Linked DNA regions of Sus scrofa: all the other regions are linked to region 3. Evidence: chromatin contacts called from public HiChIP or PLAC-seq data. All regions are on one chromosome and are shown on one strand. The core of a region is the stretch at or near the end of the contact, and the rest is flanking DNA. Distances in the headings are between cores, read along the strand shown. Region 1 overlaps RASSF3 (ras association domain-containing protein 3). Region 2 overlaps RASSF3 (ras association domain-containing protein 3). Region 3 overlaps RASSF3 (ras association domain-containing protein 3).

What was found. HiChIP or PLAC-seq counts read pairs in DNA pulled down with a chosen protein or histone mark.
Region 1: a contact with region 3 is called in an H3K27ac HiChIP or PLAC-seq map of alveolar macrophages. The contact joins two enhancer-like sites. A contact is called at or near these places in 1 of 5 promoter capture datasets (liver), 17 of 47 Hi-C or Micro-C datasets (alveolar macrophages, blood, embryonic fibroblasts and 9 more) and 2 of 2 datasets of contacts at active chromatin or transcription factors (alveolar macrophages and skeletal muscle).
Region 2: an H3K27ac HiChIP or PLAC-seq map of alveolar macrophages shows a contact between it and region 3. The contact joins two enhancer-like sites. A contact is called at or near these places in 1 of 5 promoter capture datasets (liver), 17 of 47 Hi-C or Micro-C datasets (alveolar macrophages, blood, embryonic fibroblasts and 6 more) and 2 of 2 datasets of contacts at active chromatin or transcription factors (alveolar macrophages and skeletal muscle).

Annotation. Positions count from the first base shown.
Region 1 is chr5:29,113,025-29,116,454 of Sscrofa11.1, forward strand. It overlaps RASSF3 (ras association domain-containing protein 3), which reads left to right. Exons shown (of 6, transcript XM_021091945.1): 6 at 1-870. Among named protein-coding and RNA genes, the nearest start is that of GNS, 76 kb to the right of the region's middle. Within about 2 kb of position 1,382, at least 5 of the 83 cell types and tissues checked have an H3K27ac peak or open chromatin away from gene starts, as enhancers often do. A contact at or near this core is called in alveolar macrophages, where this site is marked.
Region 2 is chr5:29,094,597-29,097,704 of Sscrofa11.1, forward strand. The region is part of intron 2 of RASSF3 (ras association domain-containing protein 3); the gene reads left to right. Among named protein-coding and RNA genes, the nearest start is that of GNS, 94 kb to the right of the region's middle. Within about 2 kb of position 1,370, at least 21 of the 83 cell types and tissues checked have an H3K27ac peak or open chromatin away from gene starts, as enhancers often do. A contact at or near this core is called in alveolar macrophages, where this site is marked.
Region 3 is chr5:29,008,440-29,011,827 of Sscrofa11.1, forward strand. The region is part of intron 2 of RASSF3 (ras association domain-containing protein 3); the gene reads left to right. Among named protein-coding and RNA genes, the nearest start is that of RASSF3, 60 kb to the left of the region's middle. Within about 2 kb of position 1,597, at least 10 of the 83 cell types and tissues checked have an H3K27ac peak or open chromatin away from gene starts, as enhancers often do. A contact at or near this core is called in alveolar macrophages, where this site is marked.

The DNA of each region.
Region 1 (3,430 bases), core at 132-2,631, 100 kb after region 3:
GCCACATGCATTACTGAGACAATCATATCTTCCTGAGCTTTTTAAGGAAAGTTGGAAAGAAAAAAAAAAGTAGAACTAGCTATAAAATATGTATGGCACCTCTTGTTTAATTTTGCATGCAACTTCTTTTTCGTGCATTAATGAGGTTTTAGTGACATTGTCATCTAACACTTTACCTTCATTGTTCAGGGAATGCCTTCATGATTTTTGTACTGGTTTTACTATTCAGAGAATGGCTTGGGTGTGAGGATACTGTTATCAACCACCTGGTCTTTTAATTACCCATCCCAGTAAGCGCTTATTTTGTGAAGCCTTATGTTTCTCAGATTCAGACACTGTTAGAACCTTAATATAGTAGTTGATGGGTATCTGTGAATTTTTTTTTTTTTTTTTTTTTTTTACTTGAAGTAGATTGTCTAAATTAGGCATCCTCATCTGCATTATCCGGGACCTCGCTCACTGTCATGTGCACTACAAGTCGCAATTTGGAAAACTGTGTCGCAATCCTGTTGGTTCATGGTTCTTGAAGACCGACGGTCTTTCCCAAAACACTGGCGACTGCAGCAGCATTTTTAATGTGTAAAAGGCCACTGAGGCCAAAGATTTTTTTAAAATCATTGTACAAATTCTGATGTTAAACTATTAAGCTTTGCTGTAATACTGTTTTCTCTTCAATATGTGATGGTACAGGAACGAGGTTAAATGAAGGGGTCGTATTGCAGGGGAGCATTTTAAATCACAGAAGTAAAAAAATTATAATATTTATAATTTTGATGAATTTAAGTTTATTTTTATGGGGAAGAGTTTTCTTCTCTAAAATTGTTTCTGGAATGGCAAATTGTTTCCATTATTAAAAGTTGAAGTTGTTAATTGATGTTTGTGTGTTTTTATTTATGGTAATGCACCAGGTAAAGAAAGTCACAGGAGTGGGAGGAGCTACTTGTGCAGGTAACTGGGGACACAGGAACATGGGCCGGCACCTGACAACTTTCATTAGGCTTGAGTGGGGCACAGTTCTTCTCCCAAATGTCATTTTTCCTTTGCCTTATCCTCTGGGGAAAATAACCATAGGTGAGTGTCTGCCCACAGGAGACAATTATGACATATACATGCATTTGCAAGGGTATAAAGCATGAGAACCATGTAAAGAATTACTGTAAAGTGGCTGCCCTGTGACCACTACCCAAGTAGAACATTGGCCCTTCCTTAGAAATCCTCTTTCTCCACCACCCACTCCTGCTCTGAGGTCTCCCATTCTTAGAACAGACCACTTTCAACATTCAAGTATCTGCATTTTGTGGTCAATGTGACCCACCGGATGGGTATGGGTGCAGGACTGCTTCTCATAGGCCTCCAAGCCTGCTGAAGGCAAGTGTTTTTACTGCTGCACTGCCCCCTAGAGGTGCTAGTGAGGTAGTGAGGTAGGCGCATGGCTGTTACCAGTCCATGAAGGGGGAAAAAAAAACCCTTTCAAGTGCCACAGCTGCTTTATAAGTGAAAATGTTACAATAAAAATGATGGCTCTATGTAAAATCTTTTTTGCCAAAATATCCAGAAGAATCTAGTTTGCAAGTGTGGCCTGGGTTACTACTCATGATGCAGTGGAAATGTTTTGGAATTTTTATCTCCTAAAGGGAGTTCATTTCCTGCCCTAGGTTTCTTTTCAAAATTTCTCACCAGTTGATAATTAATTATATGAATGTCCTTCTGCTGCAAAATTAGTTTGCAAGAATTATACACTGTTTTGGGCCTCTGTCGGGTGATCCTAATAAGGAGTTTTGTGTTTTTGAAAGAAGAGAAAAGTCTGTATTCAGAGATTATCCTTGATTTACGATGGGGTTACATTCTAATACACCCATCATAAACTGGAAATATCCTAAGTCAAAAATGCATTCAAGGAGTTCCCTCGTGGCTCAGCAGGTTAAGGATCTAGTGTTGTCACTGCTGTGGCTCTGGTTACAGCTGTGTCGTGGGCTTGATCCTTGGCCTGGGAATTCCTACATGCTGCACTGTGGCAAAAAAAAAAAAAAAAAAGTATTCAATACACCTAACCTGTGGACCATCATTATTTCAGCCTCGTTTACCTTAAACCACCTAGAACACATGCATTAGCCTGCAGCTGGCAAAATCATCTGACAAAACCTATTTTAGAATACATTGTTGACTCTCATGTAATTTATTGAATACTGTACTGAAGGTGAAAAACAGAATGGTTGGGTACAGAATGGTTGTAAGTACATTGGTTGCTTACCTTTGTAAACAAAAAATATCACCAGCCTGGGAAAGGATTGCAATTCAAAATCCAATACACCTTCTAGTGAATGCATGTCAGTTGTCATACTATCATCAAGTCGAAAAGCTTCAAGTCAGACCATGGTAAGTCAAGGACCTTTTGTACAATGACAGCAAATTTAAACACAGTGATTACCATGTGCCAAGTATTATTCTAAAAAGCTTAATATGTATTAACCGCTTTTCGTCTCCATGAGAATAGGTATTGTCAACATCTATATTCTACAGATGAGGAAAATAGGTACTGAGGTCCAGCTGCTTGCCCACCATTCCTCTGAGTGTGAATGGTAAAGCCACCTGCCTGCCCACTATCTTTTCCCGTAAGCTCAACCCAGCTTTTTCAGTAGAACTGCCACTTAAAGGCCCATTAGGGAGTTCCCCTGTGGCCTAGTGGTTAAGGATCTGGTGTTGTCACTGCTCTGGCTTGGGTCATTGCTGTGGTGTGGATTCAATCCCTGGCCCAGGACCTTCAGCCAAAAGAAAAAAAAAAAGGCCCATTTGATTGCCTCCAGTGGGCAGTTCATCAGAACACAGGTCTCTTGTGGTGCCTTTGGGGTTTGTGGGAAATGGAAGGACAGGTTTGATGTCACGGTGCTTTATCGTCCGTTTTTGTTGTTGTTCATTTAGTGTTTCATTTAAGTGATACACTAAGTTACACAGGAGATGCCTACCTCTGTTTTCCATTACAGGTTCTGTTGAGTGAGAGAAGCTTACAGTTCAGGTAAATGAATGCCATGTTCTCAGTGCAGTCAGTGGGTAGTTCCTTGGAACCACTAGAAGCATTGCTTCAGAGAAAAGTCAGAAGTTCCCAGGAGCCAGCGAGTATTTGCAAAGGCTGGAGTTTTACTCCATCAAGAATGATCTTCTCAGAGTTCCCATCATGGCTCATAGGAAACGAACCTGACTAGTATCCACGAGGATGCAGGTTTGATCCCTCACCTTGCTCCTTGATCCGATGTTGCTGTGAGCCGTGGTACAAGTCACAGACGTGGCTCAGATCTGGTGTTGCTATGGCTGTGGTGTAGGCCAGCGGCTACAGCTCTGATTCAGCCCCTAGTCTGGGAGCCTCCTTATGCCTCGGGTGTGGTCCTAAACCAAAAAAAAAGGTCTTTTCCAAAGAAGCACAGGAAACTAAGTA
Region 2 (3,108 bases), core at 120-2,619, 86 kb after region 3:
TTGGGAAGGCACCTCCCAAACTGGCCAGGGGTCGGCACTGCTTCTTGTCAGAGCAGTAGGACCACCAGTGGGGAGGTGGTGACACTCCTGACTGAGTGACTGTTGTGTTCCTGTCACCTGGACAGGGGCATATATTGTCTTCAGCTCCATCAGGAAATCTGTGCTCTTTGCATTTAAAAAAAGGATCTGTAGTTTTATCTCTTAAAGAGGTCTGTGATGCAGACAAAACAGAACACCACCACACATGCGCAGGAGTGGGGCAGGGAGTGAGACAAACTTGACTAGGCTACCAGCCAAGAAAAGGCAGGAAGGCAGGGACCACAGTGATCTCTCCTGGCTTTAAGTGCCTGGGACAGAGGCGGGTAACAGTAGGAGAACAATAGTTGTTGAGTAATGGGTTGTATTATATTTTCATTACATTCTATGAAGTTTATATGGTTTTGCACATTTTAAAGAGAAGGAAACCGAGACTCCGATTAGATATCTTTGCCTCTGGTCACACAGCTAGAATGGGGTAGAGCTGTGATTTAGACCTAAGTACGCCTAAGCTGCAGACCACATGCCCCCACTAGGCTCAAACAGCAGGAGCCATAGTCACCCCCCCATGTTATTCTCAGATGCTTTCTATTTGTTTGTTTATTCTTATATTTCTAACATGGCATTTTTTATTTTTAGATATTTTACGTTTTAATTCAGAATTTAAAAATACGCAGTTTAACATAGTTAGCAAAGTTGGACAAGTCAAATTTATATTATTTACAGATGGCCTTTTCTAAGCCTAGTTTGCTGGATTTTCCCTTTTTTTGTATTTATAAAAAATTTTTTTTGATCTTTTTGTCTCTTTCAGGCCACATCCATGGCATATGGAGGTTCCCAGGCTAGGAGTCAAATCTTGGAGCTGTAGCTGCCGGCTGACGCCACAGCAAAACGCCAGATCTGAACCACCTCTGTGACCTACACCACAGCTCATGGCAACACCTGATCCTTAACCTGCTGAGCGAGGCCAGGGATCGAACCTGCAACCTCATGGTTCCTGGTTGGATTTGTTTCCACTGTGCTGCAACGGGAACTCTTTTTTAAAATTTTTATTTATTTTTTAATACTGTGCTTTATACAGTGCTGTCAACTACATGTCAGTAAAACTGGAAGAAAAAACTAATTTGAATAACACGCAGAATTACAGAAAAGCTAGCATGGAGTACAGTGTCCAGGCCCTCCACCCAGGTCTGTAGGGGTCTGTATACCCCTGGACTGTCCCCTGGATGCTCCTTTCACATAGTCTGGGCTGTGCTGCCTGGGATTCCTGTGTGTCTGCGAGGGAGGGCGCGTCTCCTGAAAGTCACTGGGTGTAAAAACAGCAGTGTGACCCCACCCAGGAACTGAGGCAAAACCTGAGAGCAGCCCGCAGGGCGTGTGAGATGTAAACACCAGGGAGGTGTCCAAGCTTATAATTTTGCCTGGAAGAACTCTCCCTCTGAGAAACCCGAGGGCTGGGGGAACTGCAGAGCAAAGTGGCTTCTAAAGAAGGTGACCCGAAACTCCCCAAACAGACCCTCTCAGGCGTGGCCTCCTACCCTCCCCAGCTACCAGGGGCAATAACCCTTGCGTTCACAGCCTCCTGCTCTCAAGCCGTTCCCTCTCCTTGCTGTGCAGTTAACTGTGAATGTTTGCTTACCTGTATCTGTTCCACGCCCACCACACGGGGGTGCGTTTAGCCCTCTCTGGTTGTCACCTTGGTACTCACTGTGCCTGCTCCCCAGCTTCCCCGCCCCGGGTTCCCTGTTCTCCTCCTGCTCCTGCTGAGACAGCCCTATCCCCGAAGTCACTGTGTTGGGAGGAGAGGCAGGAGAGTTCTTTCCTGTGTGAGAGGAGAGGGGGGTCCCCTTTAAAGGGATAAGTAACTTGGACATTTTCCACATCAGGAGACTTTCTCCACTTCTGATGCGGAAAGAAACAGGTGTTCTCCACCCTGAGGCCTGAACTTGTGACTCCTGTGCCTTTTCTTCTGCTGCCAGACTCCTTCCAAGGGAGGAACCTTGATTAGTTATCATCTTGCAGGCTTTTTCCTTTGGCCTTCCTCACTCAAACTCCTCCTGTGCTGGGCAGGAAGCACCGGGAGGGCGGAGGTGGTAACTGGCGGCCCCACGCTGGGGCAAAACCCAGCCTTCAGCTTCTGCTCGGCAGGTACTTGCTGAAGGAATAGGCCTTGTCTATGGCCTTGGTGTATAATTGCTACCTCAGTTGACTTAAAAATACAAGGTCACATAATAGTAGGTCTGAGGTGGCAGCTACTTAAAGTAGGGTCTGAATTGCTGGACAGGAATTGAACATGGGCTGCAGCAGTGAAAGTGCTGAATCCTAACCACCAGACCTCCAGGGGGCTCCCAAGAATGTAGTTTTGTTGTTGTTGTTGTTTTGGTCTTTTTAGGGCCACATCCATGACACATGGAAGTTCCCAGGCTCCGGGTTAAATCAGAGCTGCAGCCACCGGCCTACACCACGGCCATAGCGACACCACGAGATCAGAGCCGCGTCTGTGACCTACACCACAGTTCATGGCAATGCCAGACCCTTAACCCACTGAGGGAGGCCAGGGATCAAACCCACTTCCTCATGGATGTCAATCAGTTTCGTTACCTCTGAGCCACTACAGGAACTCCAAGAGTGTAGATTTTAAAGTTCTCATCGTAAGAGGAAAAAAAAAACAAAACAAAATGGTGTGATGATGGGTATTAACTAAATCTACTGTGGTGATTGTGTATGTGTGTGTGCAGGCATATGTGTGTAAGCAGTATGGTGTACACCTGAAACAAATACAGTTGTCATATGTTAGTTATATCTCAATTTAAAAATATAATGGTATAAAAATATTGAATCACTATGTTATATACCTGGAACTAATACAATGTTGTAAGTCACTTATACTTCAATTAAAAAAATATATTGGGAAACCCTTTAGGTTTTAGCTACTCATTTGGGATTTTCCTTCCAATTGATCCTTTTTTTTTTTTTAATTCGAAAGCTTTTTTTTTTTTTTTTTAAAGGGCCGCACCTGCGGCATATGGAGGTTCCCAGGTTAGAGGTCTAATTGGAGCTACAGCCACAGGC
Region 3 (3,388 bases), core at 347-2,846:
GCAAATATTATATAGCCTGAGTGTACATTCTTCCTGGGGAGGTGAGGACACATAGCTAATAAAATGCAATTTTTTTTTTTTTTCCTGTTAAAGAGAAGCTGAATAGGATTGCTCGTTTTTATCTGACGGGTTGTGGGCAAGCAATAGGGTGAAGATGCTGAAAGGAGTATGGTAGCCTTTAAACGACTTTTGGTAGTTTGGCTATTTCCAATGTGCTCCTGAAGGGAATCAGGATATGTTACCCCAAAATAGGGCACATGTAGATAAAATTTTTTTTTGAATGGAAGGCAACTGAGGAACGGCCAGCTCAGGGAAAGCTCTAAAACCAGAGTATAAACTTCCCTTTTGTAAAGGAAATTTACATTTTTATAAAGGAAATTTCCATTTGTAAAAGCATTTTCCTCTCCTTGGTATAAAGAGGAGAATGACTGGAGACTATCAGCTGAGATGACTTGAGTCTGCTTTACAAACCTTCCTAACAGCTGTTATTTACCATACATTTCCTGGTGACCTTCCTACAACCTTCCCCTCCTCCCTGCCTTAGCCTTATCTAACTAAACCCCCTTCACACTGATATAAAGATATTTAAGCCCTAGTCTCTCCATCTCTTTGGCTTTTCAGTTCTTTCCTGGAAACCTGCCTGATGTCTATGTAATAACTTTTTTTCTCCTGTTAATCTGTCTTTTGTCAGTTTAATTTGTAGGGCTCCAGATCTAAGAATACAGAAGACAAAATTTCTCACTCCCCCTATTACCTCCCCAGGTAGAATATACTTTCAGGACGTATAATGATTGTTTAAAACCCCGGAGAGAATCATGAGATATTTGTTGAAAGAAACATTAAATCATGGTTGTAGTAGCTTTAAAAAAAGTCCAGGAATTCCCGTCGTGGTGCAGCAGAAATGAATCCAACTAGGAACCATGAGGTTGCAGGTTCCATCCGTGGTCTCGCTCAGTGGGTCAAGGATCTGGCGTTGCCATGAGCTCTAGTGTAGCTCGCAGACGTGGCTCAGATCTTGCATTGCTGAGGCTGTGGTGCAGGTCGGCAGCTGTAGCTCCTATTCGACCCCTAGCCTGGGAACCTCCATATGCTGCAGGTGCAGCCCTAAAGAGCAAAAAAAAAAAAAGAAAGAAAAGAAAAGAGCCAAAAATCAGGGGTTCCAGCATTGCATTGCTGCAGTTGTGGCACAGGTTGAGTCTGCAGCCTGGATTTGATCCCTGGCCCAGAAACTTCCATATACCTCGAGTGTGGCCGAAAAAGAAAATAAACAAATAAATAAATAAATACGAAATCATGGTAAACTAGAAAACAGCTGGCAAAGTCAAAGATACATGATTGTCCTACATCTTGATGGGGTCATGCTGGGTCCCACCTTTGCATACGTTTTTTCCAACTTGTTGAACTGTCCTCATCACTTGCCTCTTTTGAGCTTAGCAGGAGACTGAATTTTGTTAGATTGTTTTTGACCAAGGCAGTCAATGATACAAAGTTCAAGGATTTGACAGTTAAGGTTTCCCAATGCCCCACCAGGGCTTATCCTCTCTGAGCTGCATGAAGCTCTCACAAAACCACAGGAAGTTTCACAAGAGGTGGCTGAGCTTGTTTGCCTGCTCTTCTCAGGTTAGTGTTACAACACAAGCCCCCTGCCCTGCCTCTCAACCCTCTCCTCTATGTCGGACCCAGGCTGGTAGTTCCCAAAGTCTTAGCAGTTAAGGTCTTAACTCCTTGGCTTATGTTTCAACACGTTCACCCCTCATCTCTCTGATCAACTTCTTTTCTCATCTTCAAGTATTTGATTAAGGTCACCCGCTTAAGTTTTTGCGGGTGACCTTCCTTCTCATCCCTGAACTTCCTACTCTCTTCTCTGCTTCTCTCTCTCCTTTATTTATTTTTTATTTTTTGGTGGCACCTGCAGCATGAGGAAGTTCGCAGACACACACCGCAGCAGCAACCTGAGCCGCTGTAGTGACAATATCAGATCTTTAACCCGCTGCACCGCCAGGGAACCCTCTTGTTTCTCTCCTTTATGACTCAGCACATCTCTTCACATTTTCAGATCTTTGGTTTATATTTTCACACATTCTTCCTGCATTTAATGATGGCCTTGGCACAGTCTGTCTATCATTATTACGTAATTGTTTCATGGGGCATGTTTTTCTCACCAATTGAAGTACAAGCTTTTGGAGGGCAGGGAACTTATCTAACATTTTCTTTTATATTTACCTGGTTTTCCTGGCACTGTGCACATAGTGAGGTCTGAATTTGTACTTAATATGGAAAGAATGGAGGTTACAGAGCACCAGAGGAGAACAGGAGAGCCGCTTTTATTCCCTCCAGAAATCTATCCTCACCAGCAATTCTCTTCTTTTATATGTACAGTTTATGCAGCCCTGTGTAAGCTGCTGGTAAGGCTCCCTCCACAGAAATTCCGAAGCCACCACTAGGTTTTTGTCTGTATTTAAGAAGGATCAATATCTCCCTGGAATACCTTTCCTTAACAACAAAAAGCATTAATGTTTACCCAAAGCAGTTGTCTTAAAGATTTCAAAGTCAGATATTTTGGGCTCTGGGTTACAAGTCTTATTTACTGAAAAACATTCATCAGACCTCTGTCTTGTATTTGTGATAAATATTCCATATTTATATGGGGGAGAATTTTCCTCTATCCCTCGGAAGTTCTCTTGGCTGGTCTAATAATCAAACTGACAGATTAGCAGGAGAAAAGCAAATTTAATTTCATACACATGGGAATCCCACCGTTCAAAGACAGAAGTGTAAAATTTTAGAGGTAAAACTAGAGACTGGGAAAGCAGCCTGCGTCTTCAAAGGGGAGGAGGGCAATTCATCAGACAATAAGAGCAGGGAAGTCCCATCATGGCTTGGCGGTGACAAACCCGACTAGTATCTGTGAGGATGAGGGTTGATCCCTGCTCTTGCTCAGTAGACCCATCATTGCCCTGAGCTGTGGTGTAGGTTGCAGTTGAGGCTTGCATCCTGTGTTGCTGTGGCTGTGGTGTAGGCCAGCAGCTACAGCTCTGATTCAACCCCTAGCCTGGGAACTTCCATATGCCCTGGGTATGGCCCTAAACAGGCAAAAAAAGAAGAGCAAAAATATGGTCATTGTGTGTTTGCCCTGCCATGCAGAGGGGTCACTTCAATATATTTATCTCATAATAATTCTCATTCTGGGAAAGGACCCCAATTTATTATTTTATTTTTATTAGAGTATATTTGATTTACAGTGTTGTGTCAATTTCTGCTGTACAGCATAGTGAGCCTGTCATATACTATCTTGTACTATCTTACATCATGTTCTATCCCAAGAGATTGGATATAGTTCTCTGCGCTGTACAGAAAAACCCCAATTTAGGGAGTTCCCGTTGTTGCT